Regions from separate parts of the Mus musculus genome. Here all the other regions are linked to region 2. The links are chromatin contacts, called in public HiChIP or PLAC-seq maps. All regions are on one chromosome and are shown on one strand. Each heading gives the region's core, a stretch centred on a gene start, on an enhancer-like site or on the middle of the called end of the contact. The rest is flanking DNA. Distances are from core to core; before and after follow the strand shown.

Region 1 (4,423 bases), core at 358-2,857, 200 kb before region 2:
GAGGGTCTGAGTGTCTTATGGCCTTTGCGTGAAGATCAGAAGATGGCTCTGTCGAGTTTGTTCTCTCCTTCCTTCATTACATGGGTTCCAGGTGTCCAAGTCAGGTCACCAAGCTTGCCTGGCAAGTGCCTTGATTTACCAAGGCATCTTGCTGGCCCATTAGGAAAATTTTTTAGAAAAATTGGCTATATAGAAGTTGAGGATCTGGCAGTTCATCATCATGAAGAAATGGCCAACTTAGTGTGAATCTTTCCAGGCACAGACGTCCATACAGAAGCCCTAGGGGAGCTGTTAGCAATTCCTCTAGGCTCTGCCCAACCGTTACCTAGCAACAGCTTGTGTCTCCACCCTCCAGGTATGAGACAGGAGCCAGGCTTATAAGAAGACCACTGGAGACCTCTGTGTCTCCCTCTCTCTCTCACACCTCTCCTTCCCTTCCTCCCTCCCTCCCTCCCTCCCTCCCTCCCTCCCTCCCTCTCTTCCTCCCTCCCTTACCTCTCTCTTCCTCTAACCTCATGCGTCCCTGCCGGCCTCTTCCTCTTTGGTCCTTCCTCATTCCTCTGTCTATTCTTCTCTGTCCCCCTTCCTTCCTCTGCCTCTACCCCTTTTGCAGGTCCCCTTCCCATCTCACTAATAAACCTTCCTTATGTTAGGTCTGTAGCGTGACTGATTCCTCCGGGGACACTTTGGCAGGGCCGGCTGAGGTGCTTCTTCCTGTCACACTTTGTCAGACACAACAGGAGTGGCCTTGCAGCTCAGCACTTGGGCTATCTGGTCACAGCCCAGCCATAGGTAGCCTTGGCTGACCAGGCCAGGCTTTCTCGCTAGATCTCACTCTTGCCAAGCCCTGGGCTCTGGCCGCTGGAGCCACAGACTCCTAAAGGCAGGCATCGATTTTTCCTGCTGTGTGTCCTGTTCACTGTCTGGAATTACTGTTCTCCAGACGTCTGCTTCTCCTCTCCAGCCAAAGCCAGCTGGACTCACTCTCAAGGGGAAGACAGAGTTGGGATGTATGGTGTGTCCCTGTCCTGCAGTATTACATGGCCCTGGGTTGTCCTCTCCTGTGTGTCTTTTCTATGTGCGTGTGCGTGAGTGCGCGTGCGTGCGTGCGTGCGTGCGTGCGTGCGTGCGTGCGTGTGTGTGTGTGTGTGTGTGTGTGTGTTATGGGGGTGGGAGGGTTTGTAGCACCATTAGCCACAAAGTGTTTGTCTTAAATTCCAGTCCTGAGCAAGGAGTGCTCTGATATATAGTCTCTGGTGTCCCCTTCCAGTACCTAGCACAGGGGTGCTGATCTGTCAATTGGTTCATTATGTTACCTTAAAAAACAACAACAAAATAAAACTAAACCAAACCAAATCAAAAACCATTGGATAGGAAAGACACTTGCTTAAGTTAATGTGTGTGTGTGTGTGTGTGTGTGTGTGTGCGCGCGTGCATATGTACACATACACACACACACACACACACACACACACACACACACACACACAAGCCCCATCTGTCTCTCCATCTGTCCATCTGTCTGTTTGCCTGCCCAACGAGTTTGACTTTGTCTTCAGTCACAGCTTGGGAAGCCATAGGAACCAGACATCTGTGCCCTTAGCTCCAAGGGCAGTGGTGTGTGGGTGACTCGCAAGCTGGCCGGGGCTTGTGGAGCAGCTGTGAGCGCACAGGACTACCCTTTTGTTCAAAGAAAAGGAAAGACAAAGTCTACGTGCCAATGAGGTAAAGAGAGACCCTGGTTCCTCAGACAGGAATTTCAGAACTTCAGTGGTGTCTTTGTGGCTGGTCCCTAATCTTTTCTTTTTCAAATTTCTCTCAAAGGATGATTAAGACATCTTTAATTAACTATTAAAACCCAAGTGTTCTAACACAGAGGACAAGATTTACAAAATCCTTTTAATTACCGGAACCAGATTTTTTCCCCCTGATCTGTAAATACCTGTTTACTCCGCAACCAAATTTGGCTTTAATTAAACTGGCTGTCGGGGGTGAGGGGTGGGGTGTTGAGAGCTGGGAAACGCCTCAATTTGCATTCGCGCTGCTTTTAATGGCGCTGGCTTCACAGTGAGGATCAGAGGCTGGGGTAATTTATTGTTGAAACTGGAAAATCGGGCAAAAGGGGATTTGCTTCCCATATAGGAACTCATGGAAATGACACACACCCTTGCCACTTCTGATTTATTCAATGTGTAGTAGTGGGATTACCGGAAAGTCCTTCAGTGATATGAGATTAGCTCTCTCTCTCTCTCTCTCTCTCTCTCTCTCTCTCTCTCTCTCTCTCTCCATACACACACACCCCATTGATTCGTTGAAACTAGCAGCCAAGTTTATGGTTCTAATGACAAGGAAAGAAAACCCAGAGCCAGCTCTCCTCTGTTCAGCTTTCTGTTTAATATTCAATAAGGTGCACAGTTTGTTGAGAAAATAAGGGTGGTGTTTTGCCATCCCCTTACGGATTTCAGTCAACACACGGAGGTGTTGGGAATGATCTGCTAAGCCCATTTCCCTGCCTTGAACCATCTGGTTCAAATTCTGTCTACCTGCTTGGGGTGCAGCAGCTTTGTCTGCCTGTACAGACAGGGAAGTCACAACTCATTAACAGTTTAGGGTAAATCCCTGTGGAAATGTGCAACTTTACTATTGTGGTAGGTCTCCCCTAGGGAGCAAATTAGATAGGGCTTTTATGTAAACCAAAGAAATGTTAGGTATATTGGGAGATCTGAAGAGGATCTGGAGGTGGGGGGAATAGAACTAATGTATTATTTTAAATGGGAACAAACTTGTGTGTCATAATCTGACTGGTCGCTGAGTTCGGCGGGAAGTGGCCAAGTGACACTGAAATACATTGAAATAGGGACACATGCATAGTAACAGAAACAGAAGCAGGTTGTATCTCAGTCTCCTACAGGAGTCAGAATCCAGATGGAGACCAGCTATGACATCTACAGATTCACCTTGATGTCTCCATGTTGGAGGCTAGAAAGCATCTTCTGGGGCTGGAGAGATGGCTCAGTGGTTAAGAGCACTGACTGCTCTTCCAGGCCCTGAGTTCAATTCCCAGCAACCACATGGTGACTTACAACCATCTGTAATGGGGTCCGATGCCTTCTCTGGTGTGTCTGAAGATATAAATGAAATAACATAAGTCTTTTAAAAAATGAGAAAGCTTCATCTGTTTTAGTGTCCTGAATACAATCATGCCTGAATCACAAGGTTTCAGCCAGAGAGTTAAGTCACAGCTTACTAGTGGTTTCTGGGAAATGCTTCTCTTCTGGTAAATTGGAAGAGTTATTGTCAGACTCACTTCCTTCTTGACTCAAGGAGAAAGATTTTGTGTAGATGGGATGTCCTTTGACTGTCAAGGGCAAGGTTATAAAAACTGCAGACACCAGGCCCAGAACTGAAGTCAGTGCTGTCTTGTTCTAGATTTCTTCTTTGTTAATTTAGCCACGGTCCTGATTACTGGTGGCCAAGAGAAGTGCTGACAGTCCCTGCCGATTCGGGCTCTTAATTGACAGATTCAATCAACCATGGATCTGAAATAAGCAGCAGAAAATGAGAGGCTAGGTTTGATGTGCACAAGCTTTTTTTCTTGACACTATGCCCCAAACAGAATAATATAATAACTATTGACGTTGCACTTAGACCTATATCAGGCATTATAAGTCACCTGGAGGTGAAAATACTCCAGATGTAAGTAGATTATATGCAATGTATGTATGTATATACACAGGTTATATTCAATGACTATACCACTCTGCACAAGGGACCTGAACACCTGCAGCTTTTGGAACCAGCTCCTCATGGACACCATTGGAATGCTGTACTCAGGCGGGCCTTGAGAGGGACCTGGGGTCTCATAGCCTTGTGAACTCTGCTTCTGTAATCATAGCATCTGGGTTCTCCATGGGTTGGGTTCTCCATGAAGGTCTGGAAGATGCTGTTGTGTCTTAGCACATGCGGCTTGGTGTGGTATTCACTGAGTGAACAAACCAAAGATTCAAGAAGGATGAAAGATTCCTTAGTGCTTCCACCAGGGAAGTGGTCCATCAAGAATGTCCCCTTTCAGCAATTCCATGCTATAACAGCAAAGGAAAAGCTGACGTTTCCTTTTTTGAGGCTGTGACGCACCTCTCACAGATCCATTCTTTGTTGTTGTTGTTGTTTGTTTTTTGTTTTTTCAAGACAAGGTTTCTCTGTATAGCCCTGGCTGCCCTGGAACTCACTCTGTAGACTAGGCTGGCCTCGAACTCAGAAATCTGCCTGCCTCTGCCTCCCAAATGCTGGAATTAAAGGCGTGGGCCAACACTGCCCGGCTCATGGTCCTGTTCTTACACACATTTCTTCGGCTACTTCTCTCTTCCTGCTTCTTGAGTTTTGGTGAACCAGTTGATTTGTTTATTTATCACTATTGTCGGCT
Region 2 (3,902 bases), core at 541-3,040:
TCTGTTGCCGGAGATATTCTGTGGGTATTGATTCGGCTCCCTCTGACTTACTTACAATGAGCTCCCAACACAATCGAAGTGATGTATAAAACCGTGAGGCTGGAGCTTCGGCCAAGCAGAGGCAGTATGCAATACATAAAAGCTGGAAGCCCCCCTTCCCCCCCCCCCCCCCCGCCGCGCTTCTGTGACACTTCCAGCTGGAAGATGAATCGGAGCCACACATTCCAGCTCTGCTTGGGTAGCACGGAAATATGCAAGCTGCAATCATCTAGGTATGCTCACTACAGCTAAAGTGGTGCTGTGGTGCCAGTGCCACGTGCCGCGAAGGCTGCCAGCGAGCATTTTTTCCAAGGACCGATTATTGGGAAATTCAGCCTTTCCTCCTCTCGCTCCCCAACCATTCATGGAAAGGTTGCCATGTGCCAGGAAGCCCGACTATTTCAGTCAGTCATGAAGCCATCTAAGCACAGGTGTTGGAAGAGGTCAGCCTTTGAGCCGTGATTTAATACTTAAAGGTTTGTGGATAGTACCTTTTACATTAGTTGCCTAAGTGTTAGAAGGGTCCCTAGTGTGGGGTGAACACGTCCTCATAGTTAAATCGGGAGGCTTTCTCTTAAAAGTGCTCAGTGTGGACCAAAAGTTACATAAGCGCTTTGCCTTAAAGGCTATCCAGTTGGTCTTTCACTTTAGTTCAGGCTTAAAGAACAAAAATAGCTTTCTGGTTTTGTCTCCTTCTGGACGAGTGGCCATCTGTTTACCGTTTAATATCACCAGCTCATGACTTTTCAAGGAACTGCGCAGGATTTCATGGTTGTGCATCAGGGACTTCCTTCCCCTAGTTCACTCTTCCACTGTGGTCCCTTCCACCGGGATAACACAAAAGCACTTCCCTGTCTCTTTTGGTTTATCTGTGACCTGCCCCCAAAAACACATATATGTTATTTTAACTCGGCAGTTCATAACCTGTGGGTCACGACCCTTGATGTGTCAGATATCTTGTATATCAGATATTTTCATTATAATTAAAAAACTGTAGCAACATTAGTTATGAAGGAGCAATGAAATCATCTTGTGGTTGGGTGTGGGGTGGGTCACCACGACATGAGGGACTGTATTAAAGGGCTGTGGTGTTAGGAAGGTTGAGAACCACTGCTCTGATCCCTTTTTTTTTAACATTCGAACCTTCCAGAAGCCTGACCAGACTTGGAACTGAAGCACCTTAAGGACAAAAGAAAGACTTGCTGAGCTCGCTCACAGACCTTCTAGAGCAGCGCTGGGCTCATGGATCTGGAGATTATGGACAGAAGATAATGTAGATGTTATAACCAGGCCAGCGTCCTGTGGTAAAGGGTGTCTTTAGATCACTGTTTCGTCGGTATAGGTAAATGACATGAAGAACATCTTTATAGGCAGGGGATGAGAATCTGAGATGAAGAAAAGAGGCTCCCCTGATGGACCATTCTAAGCTACTGTCAGAAGCAGGATCCATAGAACTTAAGGACATGATTGCAACAATTATCAGACATTGGCCTCTTAGGTCATGGTGATCTTTTAGTATTTTGGCTTTCTGCTGTCCTTTCATAAAGGAACCTCATTTTTAGCTTCTATTGAAGATATAAAATCATCTCATAGTATTTTCTCATTACTAGGAGCTGTAAATCACTTCAAAGCTGTCTTTCTCCTTGATCATTTGCATATCAAAGTATTTCTCTTGAGTACGGTGATCTCTCCCCCTGTGGTTTGCTGTGTACCAGTTCTCTCTGGATCCTAGGGCCTAGGGAAGTGTGGATTCCAAGTGACTGGTGTTTTTCTACAGTAGAGCTTTTTTGTTGGCTCTTACCTGGGAGGACAATGGGGAAGGGCCAGGGCCATCCTGTTCTTTGCTGGGTGTGACCTTTCCTGCTCTGCTTCAGGGTTCCATGCTGAAACCACCTTTAGCCATCATCGAGTGGGACTCCTTTTTACATTTTGGTGATTTCAATATTGTTTTTGTATGGGTTTTGAGTTTCAGTCCTAAATCTGTGTGGTGTGACAGAGGGAACCTCTACACAAAGGCCTGCCAATCTGCAACCTCTTCATGCTGCCACTGGTTAGATCAACAGTTCACTCTAGACACTGAACCTTGCCTGCATGCGTGCTAGTGTCACCACCAACATCAGTATCACTGTGCACCAGCATCAGCATCACTGTGCACCAGCATCAGCATCACTGTGTATCAGCATCAGCATCACTGTGCACCAGCATCAGCATCACTGTGCACCAGCATCAGCATCACTGTGTATCAGCATCAGCATCACTGTGCACCAGCATCAGCATCACTGTGTACCAGCATCAGCATCACTGTGCACCAGCATCAGCATCACTGTGTACCAGCATCAGCATCACTGTGTACCAGCATCAGCATCACTGTGTATCAGCATCAGCATCACTGTGCACCAGCATCAGCATCACTGTGCACCAGCATCAGCATCACTGTGTATCAGCATCAGCATCACTGTGCACCAGCATCAGCATCACTGTGCACCAGCATCAGCATGACTGTGTACCAGCATCAGCATCACTGTGCACCAGCATCAGTATCACTGTGTACCAGCATCAGCATCACTGTGCACCAGCATCAGTATCACTGTGCACAGCTCAATCTCCATACGTCAATCGCCAGATCGGTCCAAAAGTGTCTTGTCTGTGTGTATTTTCTCCCACTTTACCACTCCACTCTGGCTTAAGCCTTCCCACCTGCTACTGTGTACTGTGTGGTTGCTGGCTTTGGGAACTCCCAAACTTTCCCTCTGTATTTCATGTTTCTGTTGGCCTGACAAGTATCTCTTTCTAAAAAAGTACTAGTTTATTTTATGTGAATGAATGTTTTGTCTGTGTAGCTGGTATGTGCTTGGTGCCCATGAATCCCAGAAGAGGGTATTGGATCCTCTGGAAGTGGAGTTAGTTACAGATGCTTGTGAGCCTTCATGTGGGTTCTGGGAATTGAACCCAGGTCTTTTGGATCCCAGTGATTTTAATGGTCGAGCTATCTTTCCAGCTCCTTCAGGGCCTGAGAGAGGTCCTAGAACCCCTAAATTCCCCAGTGACTCCCCTTTGTTATTCTGAGAAGTTTCAGCTTCAACTTGCCATTCTGGGAAACACAGGACCCTATAATCCACCTGCCTTCCGGGATGAACACATGGCTTCACCCCTGAAGGCAGTGCTTAAGGCACTGCATGATTCTCCACTTCCAAACGTGATCTGTATTTTCTGCCCACCTACCTCTTTGCTTAGTCATTCACTGTATTATTCCCTATTCTGTGCTGAGCACGAGTGTGCTCTCTCTCTCTGTCTCCTTTCTTTTTGCTTTTTTTTTCTCATCTTTCTTTTTTTTTTGTCAGTTTTATGTATCTTTGAAAATTTTATTGAATGTAACCTTTTTAAGAGTCTTGGATGCAATGTCCTTTCTTTGAGCCTTGAAATCTGAATCATCTCTTTAGTGTATTGTGGCAAATGACGGTGTTTCTCTGTGTATTCCTAGCTGTCCTGGAACTCTTTTTGTAGATCAGGCTGGCCTCGAACTCACAGAGATTTGCCTGCCTCTGCCTCTCAAGTGCTGGGATCAACAGCATGTGCTACCACTGTCCAGGTCTTGATTTCTTGATTTCTTGATTTAAAAGAATGAGTCTCTGCATAAGGCTTGCCTAGGCCATCAGCTACAAGCTTCACTGGACAGTGTACAGACAGCATAGAGTTGGCTTCATACTAGGGATTGAGCATCTATTGGTGGAATAAATACATCAATATGTGGAATATTGCGAACTCAAGACCTCTTCCTATACTAAACTTCTCTAAATGTGCAAGACTCTCAGTATAGTCATTTCATTCTAGATAGTCTCTGAGTGTTGCCAGAAAGTTTAGGG
Region 3 (4,101 bases), core at 1,340-3,839, 230 kb before region 2:
CTACAGTGTACTTACATATAATAATAAATAAATCTTTTTTTTTTTAAAAGAAAGACAAAGTTGTACTTGATATTCTGTGGCTAGGGAGGAGAAGGGAAATAGGGTTTCGGGGAAGTGGAGCTATTCTGAATGATGCACACTGGTGGATGGATATGTGGTCCAAACCTATAGAGCACCAAGAGCTAGACCTGGTATGCCCTGAGGACGTTGGGTAATAGTGATAGGCCTGGGTTGTTACAAATGTAGATTGTAACAAATGGCCACCGTGAGACCAGGTGTCCACAGAGAGGAGAGTAAGGTGGAAATTGGCTGTGAGCGAACTCTTTACTTTCACTTCATGTTCCCGCAAACCTAACTATTCTGAAGAGAAATCTGTTAAGCATCCCAGATATAGATAGATAGATAGATAGATAGATAGATAGATATAGAGATAGATAGATAGATAGATAGATAGATAAACTGCTCAAGCCAAAATATTATGAAAATATGGAAGTAAAAGGAGTCTTGTAGAAATTTGGCGTAAATCATCTGATCCACTAAAGCATGGTATGTATATCTATTACCTGTGTACACTGTTAGCGTTTCCTCTAGGCTCCGCCCATCAGTTACCTAGCAACAGTCAGGTAAGAGTCTGGCTTGCTTTAAAAGGACTCTTTGGCCTCTCTCTCCCTCTCTTCGGCCTCTCTCTCTCCCTCCTTCCCCCTATTCCCAGCTGGTCTCTTCCTTTCTCTCTCTCTCTCCTCTCACTTTCTGTCCTTTTCCGTCCCCTTTCTTTCCCACACTCCCTTCTTACCCTGTTGGTACCTGGGGGCAATGATGCCTCAGTCCCCCTAAGGAACGCCCTCCTGCTGCACCATGCCACCGCATTACAAAACACCATACACACCATGTCCTGGAAACAGTAAACTTCCCCTGTGACTTTATGAAACACATTAGTTGGTCTTCCACCTAAGTGTCTGGACTCACAGGTGTGAAATGAGGCTCTTTTGCGTGCTAGTGAAGCCTCTTGGGTGCTGGAAGCCCCTTTGTAGTTTCAGCAACAGAGTCTGGTCCCAGGGAGAGCAAGGCAGAATGTAAGGGCTGTGCGCATCCCCTTGATATCGAGGGAGAGATAGTGCCGTGCCATAGGTGAGGTTGAGTAGCAATGGCCAACATGTCATCAATCACATCCATTAAAAAAAATCTCATTAAAAAACCCCAAAACACTGTGTTCAGAAGGGCTTCAGGATCCCAAATCAGGTCAGCACCATGGGAAGCTGAGATGTAGGCAGGTACCATGTTTGCCTAGCACGGGCAAAGTCCTGGGTTTAACTCTGGAGAAAGAGAAAGCAAAGGACAGCAAGTGCAGATGGCTAAGGAGGAGCCCAGCCAGCAGTCAGAGCATCACAGACAGAGCACACTACAACTCAGTGTCAGAACCCACTCATAGCTTAGGTTAGCGGCAGCGGCATGTCACACCCACTCCTGTAGAGTCTGCGGGACCCCGACTGGGTCTGCCTGCAGCAGCGGGCGGCGGGCAGCGACAGCGATGCAGCGTGTGATCTAGAGTAAGTCCTGCATCGCCCTCCCACCGTGTCTAGCATTCAGCGTTTAGTTATTGCAATATGTTTTGTTTCCTTGGGGCGGAAAGCAACTGCCATAAATACCATGATTTGTGCAACCGTTCATATGTGCCTAGAGATCCGTTTCATCGTTTGGTTGTTTGGTTGGAGAAGACAGCCCAAAAAAGTGAAGGAGTCTGCCGGTGCCAACTAGGAAGGACAGAGGCTCTCTCCAGGAGTTCTGCTCGGGTTGACTAAAGCTGCTGGAGGAAGCAGAGCAGTTAGTTCAATCTTAGTCCGCACTGGCCCGGGCAGCTCCAACATTCAGCGAGGAGGCCCCTTTCATCTTGGGCATCTCTGGGAAGAGGGAACTACTACAGTCAAAGAAATTGCTCCATTAGGTTGGTCCATAGGCAAGTCTGTTTTCCGATGTGAGAGGGCTCAGCCCATCGTGGGTGGTACCATCCCTGGGAAGGTGAAACAGCAGACTGAGCAAGCCGGGAAGGTGAGCCAGTAAGCAGCAGCAGCAGCAGCAGCAGCAGCAGCAGCAGCAGCAGCAGTCCTTCAGGGACCCTGCTCAGTACTTGCCTCCAGGTTCCTGCCTTGAATTACTTCCAGGAAGTCTCGGCACAGTGGGCTAGGACTGTATGCTGCAATTAAACCTTTTTCTCTCTAAGCTGCTCTGGTTATGGTGTTTTATCACGAGAATAGAAAAGTGTCCAAGACAGGCTCGGCGGGGGGGAAAGAGGGGATGGGGTGGCTTACCAAGGCACAGTGACAGGGTGCAGATACCGGGGCCCTTTGCATCCAGCAAACTGGAGAGAGAGAGAAGGCCCTGGGCAGGTTGTGCTCAAGGTATGAGGCCTATGCAACATTTCAGCGGCACTTATCTCTTCTCTAGCCTTCCCTGAGCCAAGTCCAAAGACAGAGGAGTTCTGAAGTTCCTGGGTGGCCACTGTTAGCTAGCTGCCATTCAGTGTCTCCAGCCTCCGAGGCCCTTCCCTTGCTGAGAGCCAGGGGTCTCCTGAAGATACTTGTAGTTGATAGCTCAGGGTCAGAGTAGAAGGAAGCAGCCTGAGGTGAGGCCTGGCAGCTGTAATTGGACCTGGCCCATAGGGATCAGGCGTTTGCCATTTGTTCTACTTTCCCAACACTGTAATGAAACACCGGACAGAAGTGAACCAAGAGAGAGAGAGAGATTTAACTTTTGGCTCACAGACACATGTATGTGCACAGCTCAATAGAAAACTTCAAACTTACTTAAAACACAAGATTAAAAAAATTTTTTTTTTCTTTTTCCTTTTTGTAACTCAATTGCATGAGCCTTTGTGAATGGCAACCCCTCCTTTTGAAGTGTCTGCCAGGAGGTAGATCCCATCACAATGGAGAAGGCACGCTGGCTGCCTCACCCCTGTTAGCAGAGCAATAAGAAAGGAGACAGCAGGGTGACATCCTGGCAGATTAGGAGGCGGAGTCAGGACTTGAAGGAGGGCCGGGCTATAACCCTCAAGCTCCACCCCTGGTGACCTTTGCCTACCAGCCAGACCCCACTTTTGGTTCCACATCCAAACAGTGCCATTAGCTGGGAACCAGATTCTCAAAATGAGCCTGCGGGGGACATACCAGATTCTAACCGTAACACCCTCTATGGCAGACCAAAAGAGGGCAGGTCAGGAAAAAAGAGAGATTTGACCATCTCTTCAGGTTTAGCAAGGCTGAGATAATTCTGCTCACAGGTACACTAGAGCTTGTCAGAGTCTATGCTGGGAAGCTCACAGGATAGAGCTTCCAGGACAGATGCAGCAGAAAGGTACATGCAGCCGTTCCTGCCCAGCAACGCCCCCCCCCCGCCCACCCCCCCACCCCCACCCCCACCCCCCCGGGGAACCACTGGTATTCTCAACACTGCTTTTGTCTTCAGCCTACTTCACAGAGCTCAGACATGTGCAGTGTCCCACAAGCTCTCCCCAGGTTCCCTGGAACTCTTTCCCTCTTCTTCGCATGCTGTTTGTTTATTTATTTTGATAGCGTCCTGGAATTTGATAGCAGGCTGGATTCAGTATAGCCAAGGATCTCCTAGTGGTTTGAATAGGTTTGCCCCCCCCCGTCCCCCCCCCCCCCCCCGTCCCCCTAGACTCATGTGTTTGAATGCTTGGCCATAGGGAGTGGCACTATTAGGAGGCGTGGCTTTATTGCAGCAGATGTGATCTTATTGGAGGAAATGTAGCACCGTGTTGGCGAGCATCGAGGTCTTCCTGTGCTCAAGCCCTGCCCAGTGTGGAATCAGAGTCCCTTCCTGGCTGCTTTCATATCAAGATGTAGAACTCTGGGCTTCTCCAGCACCATGTCTGCCTGCACACTGCTGATGCTCGCCACCCTGAGGATGATGGACTCAACTTTTCAAACTACAGGCTGGCCTCAATTAAATGGCTGCCTTTATAAAAGTTGCCTTGGTCACGGTGTCTCTTCACAGCAATAAAGCCCAAACTAAGACACACCACCTTGAGTTCTAGCTCCTCCTGCCTCTGCCTCTGCCTCTGAAGTGCTGGATGAAATGGGT
Region 4 (4,188 bases), core at 1,222-3,721, 140 kb before region 2:
AGTATCTTCTTCAAATGTTCAAGAAGCTACTAATGAAGCACTAAGTGCCCAGAGGCTCAGAAGGGAACTTTGGTAGAATCTTGGTAGATGAGTAAAGTTTCCTGTTAGCTTTGTTCAGAGTGGAAAGGGCTCATGGTTTAGCAGTGCCTTTGCGGCAGTAGCAATGGAAAAAAAGGGTTTCTCCGGGAGCCACTTGTGAAGCAGTCACTGGGCAACGAGAGAGTGGGTTGCAAATTTGTCATCCATGTTTTGCTCTTGGAGGTTAAAGTCAGTTTAGTCAGTTTCTTTTGCTGATGATGAATACAGAAGCTCCTAGAAATGGGCTGTGTAAGTAAATATGAGTGCCAGTTGGAGTGTTAAGTAGCCTGCCAAAATTTCACGTGTAATCAGGTACACCCGATCAAACCACTTGCCTGTGTCCCCATATCGTCATCTGTCCAATGGAGGTTACGAACATCTCCCTCATAGAGTTGCAAGGACGAAATGAAGTCGTGGCTGTGCAGCACATGGGACATGGGACATGGGAAGTGCTGTTGGTTCAACTTCCTCCTTGTTGCCCGCTCCTCTTCCTCACACCAGGCAATTCTTGACAAGAGACCACAGAGGACAATGATCCGTCACCCTCAAACAGGCTTGCTTAGCATTTTCCTCTGAAAATGGAGGACCTAAGGAACACAAGGCAGTGTGCTCACAGGTAGTGTTTCTCTTTAGAAAGGAAGTAGACGCAGTACTCAGTAAAGCACCTGCTCCCAGCCTGCCTTTCTTCATACGTCAGGAACCTGAAGCCCTGAGTGCATGTTCCCTGTGTTTGCCACAGAGACTGGGCTAGTACAGGGAGACTGGGAAGGGTGCTCTGAGTGGAGGTGCAGGGCTTGGGTCTGAAGATCTTTCTCCCTAACTCTGGATTGCTGGATAAACCATCTCACCTCTTCAGCACACACTGCCTTCCCCTCCAACAAGACAGACACAACTGCCTGCATGGCGAGATATCTCCTGACCAGCGCAGAGTCAGAGGTTTGAGTGGCTGCCCCTTTTCCTGCAGCAGAAGCCTTGCCTGGCCCAGGGCTATGCTGCTGTTTGCCCTCAACGATCTGCAGTGAGTGGGGCCTTGCTCTTCTCTGCCCTCCATACCTCGCCATCTCAGACTCTTCCCCTTATGGACAAACTAGAAGAAGTTGGTGAGTGCCTGCACAGAGGCCGTGGTTGGCTACAATCACACGATGCCAGACTGTGAGGTGTCCTCCTGCAATGGCGGCTGCCCTCGGCCTGGTGCAGCCACCACGGTTGTGGAGGATGTTGCTGAGAGAAATGCATCAGTAACTGTCATATTATGGCATTAATGAATTTACTGCATTTGGGGACTGGACTAGAACAGAGACACATTCCTGAGCCCCGTGGCCCTGAGCCTCTCTGATTTGTTAACCATATCTAAACAAGGAAAGAGCTTGTGAAAACCTCTTGTGTGGGCAGGGCAGCTTCTCAGAAAGTGACAACCTTAGTGTGCTCACCGTGTCCACCACCGAGTAAAGCATTTTACAGCACTTAACCCTTTCAGTATCCTCAGAGGGCACTGGCTGTGCTAAGGGGAGGCGGGCAATGTAGAGGAGAAAGAGGTACTTTCTGAAAGAAAGTAAAGAAGCCTGGAGGAGAGTGGATACCCGGGTGAGGATGTGGGACCTGGGCAGGAGTTGATTCAGGCAAGGGAAGGTAGACTCAGGCTTCTGTCTTCACTGGGGAGGAAACTGCCTGTAGTTATTCCAGGAGAGTGTTCTTTGAGATTGCTGCAGCCAAGTGACCTGGATCGTGTCTGCCCACGATGGCCTTTTGCTTTCCCATGTTTTTGCCTTTTTACACAGGTTCCTGGTCCTTGTTGTGGGAAATATTAAAAAAAGAACCATCACATTCCCATGTTGCACCCTGCTACTCTCTGACCCCGCGGGCTGGTCGGCCACACACTTGAGGAAAATGGCTGACCTGTTTTTATCTCATGGAGACTCTGACTCAGTGCTCCAAGATCTCTCCACCCAGCTCACTCAGTTCCTACAGGCAGGTTGCTACGACGCCAACCCTGTGCTTCAAATCTCCCATGGCCTTTGTGGTGCACATCAGGCAAACCCACGCTTTGCCGCTGTACCTTTCTCTCTTGAACCCAGATGAGCCACTATGTGAAGGAAAACACAACACAAACTTAGTTCAGAAACAATAATAACTTAATCACTGGGCACAACAATTAAAATCCTAATCTTGTAAGCCTTATTAAATCTAAATCATCCGGAGACACTCATAGCTACATCTTGTCCTCATGCTATCCCCGTCCAAAAGGACCTAACTCTCTTCTGCTTCCTCTCTTCCTCCATTCAACCCGGAAGTCCCGCCTACTCACCCAGTGATTGGCTCCTTTATTCATTAGGGAATTGGTTCACTAGAAGTCACCTGAGTACAGTGACTCACTCCTTGTCTGCAATCCCTCCCAGGTGAGTGGAATTAGCATCAACATACAAACAGCACCAGGCCCATCCGCATCAGGTCCTCACCACCTGCTCCCAACACCTACCTCGTAGTATGAGATGACAAGTTTCCTAAAAGTCAGTTTGGTTATGTTTGTTCTTACAAGCAAGAAACTGGAGGTCCAGAGATGGGAAGAGATCAAGGTCACATAGCAAGGCAGGACTGAAACTCACTTTGACTTTTGGTTCAATGCTGCGGACAAGAAGGACTCCGACAGCCACCTTCCCTGTGTTCAGCAATCTTTTCAGCTATTTCTTTTCATCTTTGTGTGAGGGAGGAATGTTGGCCCCACCTCTTTGTGTGATGGAAGCTTGGAGAGGCTGATAAATTGCAGCTGCCACCAGATTCCAAGCCACGAGAGCTTGTGGTCTTTGCTCCGAACTTAAAATGCCCAGTACTACCGTCACTCATGTGCCTGGTGAATGTAACTACTGCAGGTCCTTACCTTCCCTGTGTTCCTGTCAAGCTATGGCTAAGCTGAACCCTGCTCTTTCCCATCGTTAGAAGGTTGTTTACCAAATTATGTGGCTTACATGTGACTAAAGTGAAAACTCAGTATTCATCTCTCCAAAGGATTCCATGCCATGTCTGTCCCCAGGAGACAGTTGTCAGTGTTTGGGGCTGTATAATAGTCCCGTGTGGTAATTGATGTTCCTGGACTAAGGATGCTGAATATCACTTACTATCATGGTTCTATTCAAAAACCTAATCACAGTATCTATGTAGAACATGGTACTCCTGTAAAATGAACCTGCCTTCACAAAGACTTTGACAGTGTTTATAGTAAAAATTTTGACCCTGCATTGACTCTTGAGAAGGGCATTGGGATGGAGAGCCCTGTTACATTACTGTACACTGAGACACGATGGCAAAGCTCACATGGAAGTCTGACCCTGTGTAAATGTACCCTGCACAATGCGGCCCCTTTCTCTTAGCTTCGTTGTTCTTATTTACAGAACGGGAAGAATTGGTGGCTACCTTACAGGAACGTTGCACTATTTTAATGAGCTCATGCATGTAGAGTGTTCACAACAGTGACTCACACAGTTAATCCAATATTAAGATTAATTCTACCTACAACGTGATGCAATATTTAGAAGTATCAGAACCATTGTAGAGTGTTCTACAGTAGGGCCCGGAGAGCTGGCTCTGTTGGGAAAATGCTCACCTTCCAAGCACAAGGACTTAAGTTTGATTTTTGGAACCAGTGTTGTAGCATGTTATTGTAATCCCAATCCTGGAGAAGCAGAGAAAGACAGATCCCCGGGCCTCACTGGTGGGCCAGCCAAGCACAACGGGTGAGAGCCAGGCCAATAAGAGACACTGTCTCTCTCACAATGTCCATCTGCGGTAGGGAGGATTAAACGAAAACCAGATTCACGAACTCGGACATTTTTCTAGGTGTGAGTCATGCCTCTGGGTAGGGTTATTTATCTGCTCAGAGCCTGTCTACGGGACCTGGAATGACAGCAGTGTTCCTGGGAGGTCTACTTGTGTTTATCGTTTATGCTATGGTCAGGAATCAGAAGTAGCCAGGAAGCTCTGGAGTGATTCCATATTGCCTCCTTCAGTCTTTGATAATTATCATCATCATCACCATTATTATTATTATTATTATTATTATTACAGGGCTGGGATTGAACACAGCGCCTCATGCACATGAGGCAAGGGCTCTGCCAC
Region 5 (4,059 bases), core at 813-3,312, 170 kb before region 2:
GTATTAGTAAGTGGCAGGAAAGTATTTTCATGTCTGACAGAAGTGGGTGATCTTTCTCTGCCTCATCCCCCCCTTCTCTCTCATATATCCTAAGTTGACGGTGAACTCACTTTGTAGTTAAGAATGACCTTGGATTTCTGATCTTTCTGCTTCTACCTCCTAGGTGCTGGGATTACAGGCATGTCCCCACATCCATGGTCCCCACTAGAAAGGCAGAGACAGGAAGACTGCCCTCTCTTCCATCCTGCCTGGGTCACATTGTTCTGTCAGGCAGGGCTACATGGCAAGACTTTCTAAACCAAAGACAACACCAGAGGTTGAGAGATGGCTTAGCAATTGAGACTCTGTACTGCTCTCACTGAGAACCCGAGTTTGGTTTTCAGTCCCCACATCCAGCAGCTCACAACTGCCTGTAGCCTTACGTCCAGGGAATCTGAAGCCCTCTGGCCTCTGAGGGTAGTGTAGGCAAACTCACAAACTCATACTCAGGCACACATATGTACACATACTTTAAAAAAAAACAACTTTAAAAACAACAAACAAAAACTCCAAACAAACCCCGAACAGCAACAATAACAAAAAAGAAAAAAAAAAAAAGAAAAAGGTAGCCAAAGAACATATGCAATAATAGCACACACAAGATGGTTTCTTGGATCAGAGAAGAAGGTATCTGTGGCAGTCTGGCTTTGTAAATTAGGGTCCCTGGAAAAGTAGAAAATATTTGTGGAATTTGAAAACCTTTCATCATGGAAAATTTCAGACACACACACACACACACACACACACACACACACACACACACTTTAACCTCGTCCTTTCATTACCCACTCTATATCAGCACAAGGAGATAGTACTTTGAATAGTCTTTATCAGTCTCTCTCAAGTGGATTATCTTGCTGGACATATTAGACATAATTTTTTATCTGTAAATAGGTCAGTCAGTGTGTATCTGTGTAAAAGGCATGGTATTCCCCCCCCCCCACTCTCTCTCTCTCTCATCTACAGTATAACTACACCACCTAAAAATCCCACCATTTGTTCCTCAATGCTGTTAATACTTCATGCACTTTTTGGACAGACTGGTTGGGGAACTTTCAGGCTAGGGGAAGGGCAGGGAGGCACAGCAGGTCATTGGAGACCCTGTCCACACTGCTTCTGTCTGGTGTCCACAGGTATAATTAGGCCATGACCTTTGCAGACCCTCACACAGCAGCTAACTAATGCAAAGCCAAGGGGAGGGAAACATCCCAGACTTCCTGGCTTCGGGGAGTCTCCTTGGGTATGCTCCGTGCCCGCTCTTACTCTGGGTGGGCTAACCTGCACAGTCCCACATTATGGGCCAGCCTGCACTGCCTGCTTACAGCAGCTGTGGGCACCATTTGCCCGCCACATGGGTGGGATCCATGGCATTCTGAGAAAGTTTCAGATTGGATAGTAATTATGGAGTGGTGTTAGTCACAGAGGTTTGGGGGAGGATGCTAAGGTTTAGAGTGAAGGAGGGGACAGCGAGGACAAGGAGGCCTTTGTCCACCACTTGAACCACTTTAGCACAGCGTTCAGGGCAGATGGCCGAGATGGACCCCTGAGACGAGCTTCTTCACATTTTTTTTCAACTTTTCAGACAGAAGTTCCACAGTCCTACGCCTGGGGCTATCTGAAATATTGAACTAAATCCGTCAAAACCTTTTAGACCATTGTTTTAGGTTCATTTGTATTTTCTCCAAATTTGGGCCTAGCCACTACTATCAGTAATAATTGTGACAGGAAGTGACCTAGCATACATTTTCAGAGGTTTAATCCATTATCAGCATAGCAGGAAGCCTGGCAGGCTGCAGGCAGACATAGATAGAGCTGGAGAAGGAGCTGAGAGTTCTACATCCAGATCCATAGGCAGCAGGAAGAGAGCGAGAACCTCTGTGCTTGGCTCAAAGCCCACCCAACAGTGACACACTTTCTCCAATGAAGCTACATCCCCCCAACCCCCCACCCAGCAAGGCCACATCTCCTAATAGCACCACTCCCTGGTGACCAAGCATTCAAATCAGTGACCCTATGGGGGCCATTGTTATTCAAGTCTCCACAGAATCTCACTGTCTCTCTCTATAGGTGAAGCCTAGTGTCTGCTTAATTCAAGCCAACAAACGTAACCCCCCCAACAAACGTAACCTCTTCAAGCCCCGCACACCCCCCCCCCCGAATCCCCCCAAATCATCATCCCCCCCCCCCCCCCCCCCGCCAACCAAAGCACGACTTATCTTTACAGGATGTGTAACAATTTCCTCTGACTCATGAAGTCAGGATCAGGAAGCAGATAGCCTCACAAACCCGGAAAGCTAAAATATGCAAGACCCTCAAGGCCCTGCTCTGGGGTTGTAGAATCAGTTAACAATTGCTGCCTAGAAGAAACTCCCACTAGCAGGGACTCCTGGAGACTCTGACCCATCTGCTGAGCTACCTGCAGGTTGTGCAAGGAGTCCAAGAGTCCTCATGGGGCTGGGGTGGGCTGATTTTGAATCACCCAAGTTTCTCAAAGTAACCTATAAATGGATGGGTTTGCCATAGTGGACTTTGTGGGTTTGTTACTTGTCCGGTGAAATATCTTGTGTGAACAGACCTTTGTTCACATCTCCCCAGGTAAAGTTAATATAACAGGAACACGGCAACTCCTGGCAAGAATGAAAACTGTCCACAGATAATCCAATAACCCACTCTAATGCATCGTTCTTCTGGCTCCTCAGTATCACTGGAATAAGTCCAATTTCTCCATAGCCATTTGTTGGGAGCCATTAAGACAACACAATTGTCCTGATCTCTGAATTGGGCCTCCCCCCCCCCCCCGAGAAGAAAGGGGGGTCAAAAGCGGGCCACGACACACTGTTCCGAGAACAACCACAGGATGTTCCAGCCCTAAGTCAGTGCCAGATGTCCTGACCACACCCTGATACCACCAAGTTCCTGCTTCCCCATGTAACTGCCTAAAGAATGTGCAATTCTATTGCCCCACCCCTCCTGTGCAATTCTATTGCCCCACCCCTCCCACTGATAAGTACCTGTACTTCCCCTTTTGTTTGTGCAATTCTACTGCCCCATCCTTCCTGCTGAATGGCACTTCCCCTTTTGCTTGTGCATTTAAACCTTGGGCCTGGCTAATACATTGGAACCTTGATGCCACTCAGTACGTTTCCATGTTGTTATTCGCACAAGGTTCTCGTCTCTCTCTATCCCCCAATTTGGTTCTTAGGAGAAGGTCCCCTCGAGACCCTTGAATAACTGGACCTGCTGGACGGGTCGGCCATTATCTTCCAAACAACCATATGCCTTCTAGGTCCTTCCTCCCTCCCTCCCTCCCTCCCTCCCTCCCTCCCTCCCTCCCTCCCTCCCTCCCTCCCTCCCTCCCTCCTTCCTCTTTCTTTCTTTCTTTCTTTCTTTCTTTCTTTCTTTCTTTCTTTCTTTCTTTCTTTCTTTCTTTCTTTCTTTCTTTCTTTTTCGAGACAGGGTTTCTCTGTATAGCCCTGGCTGTCCTGGAACTCACTCTGTCGACCAGGCTGGCCTCAAACTCAGAAATCCACCTGCCTCTGCATCCCAAGTGCTGGGATTAAAGGTGTGCACCACCACTGCCCGGCTTCTAGATTCTTAAAACACATTCACTCTGTGAGGTGCCTGCGTTTCTCCTGCTTCTGTTGGGCACAGGATGGAAATGCTTCCTAGGTTAATGCTCAAGGCCTAATTTGTCTTAGGCTCCCATTTGTCAATTTCTAGCACAGATGACCGCCATTATCAGCCTTCCTTCGCAGGCTACTTTGGCTATAGTGCCACCATGTATAAGAACATCAGTCCTGACTTAACTACTTCCCACAATGCCTCAGCTTTCAGTTCATTCTTCACAGGCTGCTTTGGTTTGAATGTAAACTGTCACTGACAGGACAGTGTGTTTGAATACTTGGTGACACTATATTAAAAGGCTGTGGATCCTTTAGGATCCTCGCTGGAGCAAGTGGCTTTCTTGGGTAAGGACCTTGACAGACTCTAGTGTGGTCTAAATCCTGGCTCAAGCGCTTT

What was found. HiChIP or PLAC-seq counts read pairs in DNA pulled down with a chosen protein or histone mark.
Region 1: an H3K27ac HiChIP or PLAC-seq map of embryonic stem cells shows a contact between it and region 2, with 6 read pairs. The contact joins two enhancer-like sites. A contact is called at or near these places in 1 of 39 promoter capture datasets (cranial neural crest), 6 of 484 Hi-C or Micro-C datasets (all in embryonic stem cells) and 18 of 115 datasets of contacts at active chromatin or transcription factors (embryonic basal ganglia, embryonic stem cells, extraembryonic endoderm stem cells and 2 more).
Region 3: an H3K27ac HiChIP or PLAC-seq map of embryonic stem cells shows a contact between it and region 2, with 3 times the contacts expected there. The contact joins two enhancer-like sites. A contact is called at or near these places in 1 of 15 datasets of contacts at CTCF or cohesin (the NIH/3T3 cell line), 3 of 484 Hi-C or Micro-C datasets (CD4 T cells, nephron progenitors and neural stem cells) and 14 of 115 datasets of contacts at active chromatin or transcription factors (embryonic basal ganglia, embryonic midbrain, embryonic stem cells and 1 more).
Region 4: a contact with region 2 is called in an H3K27ac HiChIP or PLAC-seq map of embryonic stem cells, with 5 read pairs. The contact joins two enhancer-like sites. A contact is called at or near these places in 3 of 484 Hi-C or Micro-C datasets (all in embryonic stem cells) and 10 of 115 datasets of contacts at active chromatin or transcription factors (embryonic stem cells, extraembryonic endoderm stem cells and pancreatic cancer cells).
Region 5: an H3K27ac HiChIP or PLAC-seq map of embryonic stem cells shows a contact between it and region 2, with 6 read pairs. The contact joins two enhancer-like sites. A contact is called at or near these places in 1 of 484 Hi-C or Micro-C datasets (nephron progenitors), 9 of 115 datasets of contacts at active chromatin or transcription factors (T-cell acute lymphoblastic leukemia, embryonic stem cells, extraembryonic endoderm stem cells and 2 more) and 1 of 9 other capture datasets (embryonic stem cells).

Annotation. Positions count from the first base shown.
Region 1 is chr13:97,290,619-97,295,041 of GRCm38.p6, forward strand. It overlaps Gm33390 (a long non-coding RNA gene), which reads right to left. Exons shown (of 3, transcript XR_382781.1): 2 at 3,308-3,539; 3 at 3,096-3,122. Among named protein-coding and RNA genes, the nearest start is that of Gm33390, 6.3 kb to the right of the region's middle. Within about 2 kb of position 1,608, at least 52 of the 459 cell types and tissues checked have an H3K27ac peak or open chromatin away from gene starts, as enhancers often do. A contact at or near this core is called in embryonic stem cells, where this site is marked.
Region 2 is chr13:97,493,216-97,497,117 of GRCm38.p6, forward strand. It overlaps Lncenc1 (long non-coding RNA, embryonic stem cells expressed 1), which reads left to right. Exons shown (of 2, transcript NR_110432.1): 2 at 1,190-3,902. Among named protein-coding and RNA genes, the nearest start is that of Gm41030, 32 kb to the right of the region's middle. Within about 2 kb of position 1,791, at least 6 of the 459 cell types and tissues checked have an H3K27ac peak or open chromatin away from gene starts, as enhancers often do. A contact at or near this core is called in embryonic stem cells, where this site is marked.
Region 3 is chr13:97,257,987-97,262,087 of GRCm38.p6, forward strand. No RefSeq gene overlaps it. Among named protein-coding and RNA genes, the nearest start is that of Enc1, 19 kb to the left of the region's middle. Within about 2 kb of position 2,590, at least 23 of the 459 cell types and tissues checked have an H3K27ac peak or open chromatin away from gene starts, as enhancers often do. A contact at or near this core is called in embryonic stem cells, where this site is marked.
Region 4 is chr13:97,353,205-97,357,392 of GRCm38.p6, forward strand. No RefSeq gene overlaps it. Among named protein-coding and RNA genes, the nearest start is that of Gm33447, 21 kb to the right of the region's middle. Within about 2 kb of position 2,472, at least 11 of the 459 cell types and tissues checked have an H3K27ac peak or open chromatin away from gene starts, as enhancers often do. A contact at or near this core is called in embryonic stem cells, where this site is marked.
Region 5 is chr13:97,318,574-97,322,632 of GRCm38.p6, forward strand. No RefSeq gene overlaps it. Among named protein-coding and RNA genes, the nearest start is that of Gm33390, 21 kb to the left of the region's middle. Within about 2 kb of position 2,063, at least 19 of the 459 cell types and tissues checked have an H3K27ac peak or open chromatin away from gene starts, as enhancers often do. A contact at or near this core is called in embryonic stem cells, where this site is marked.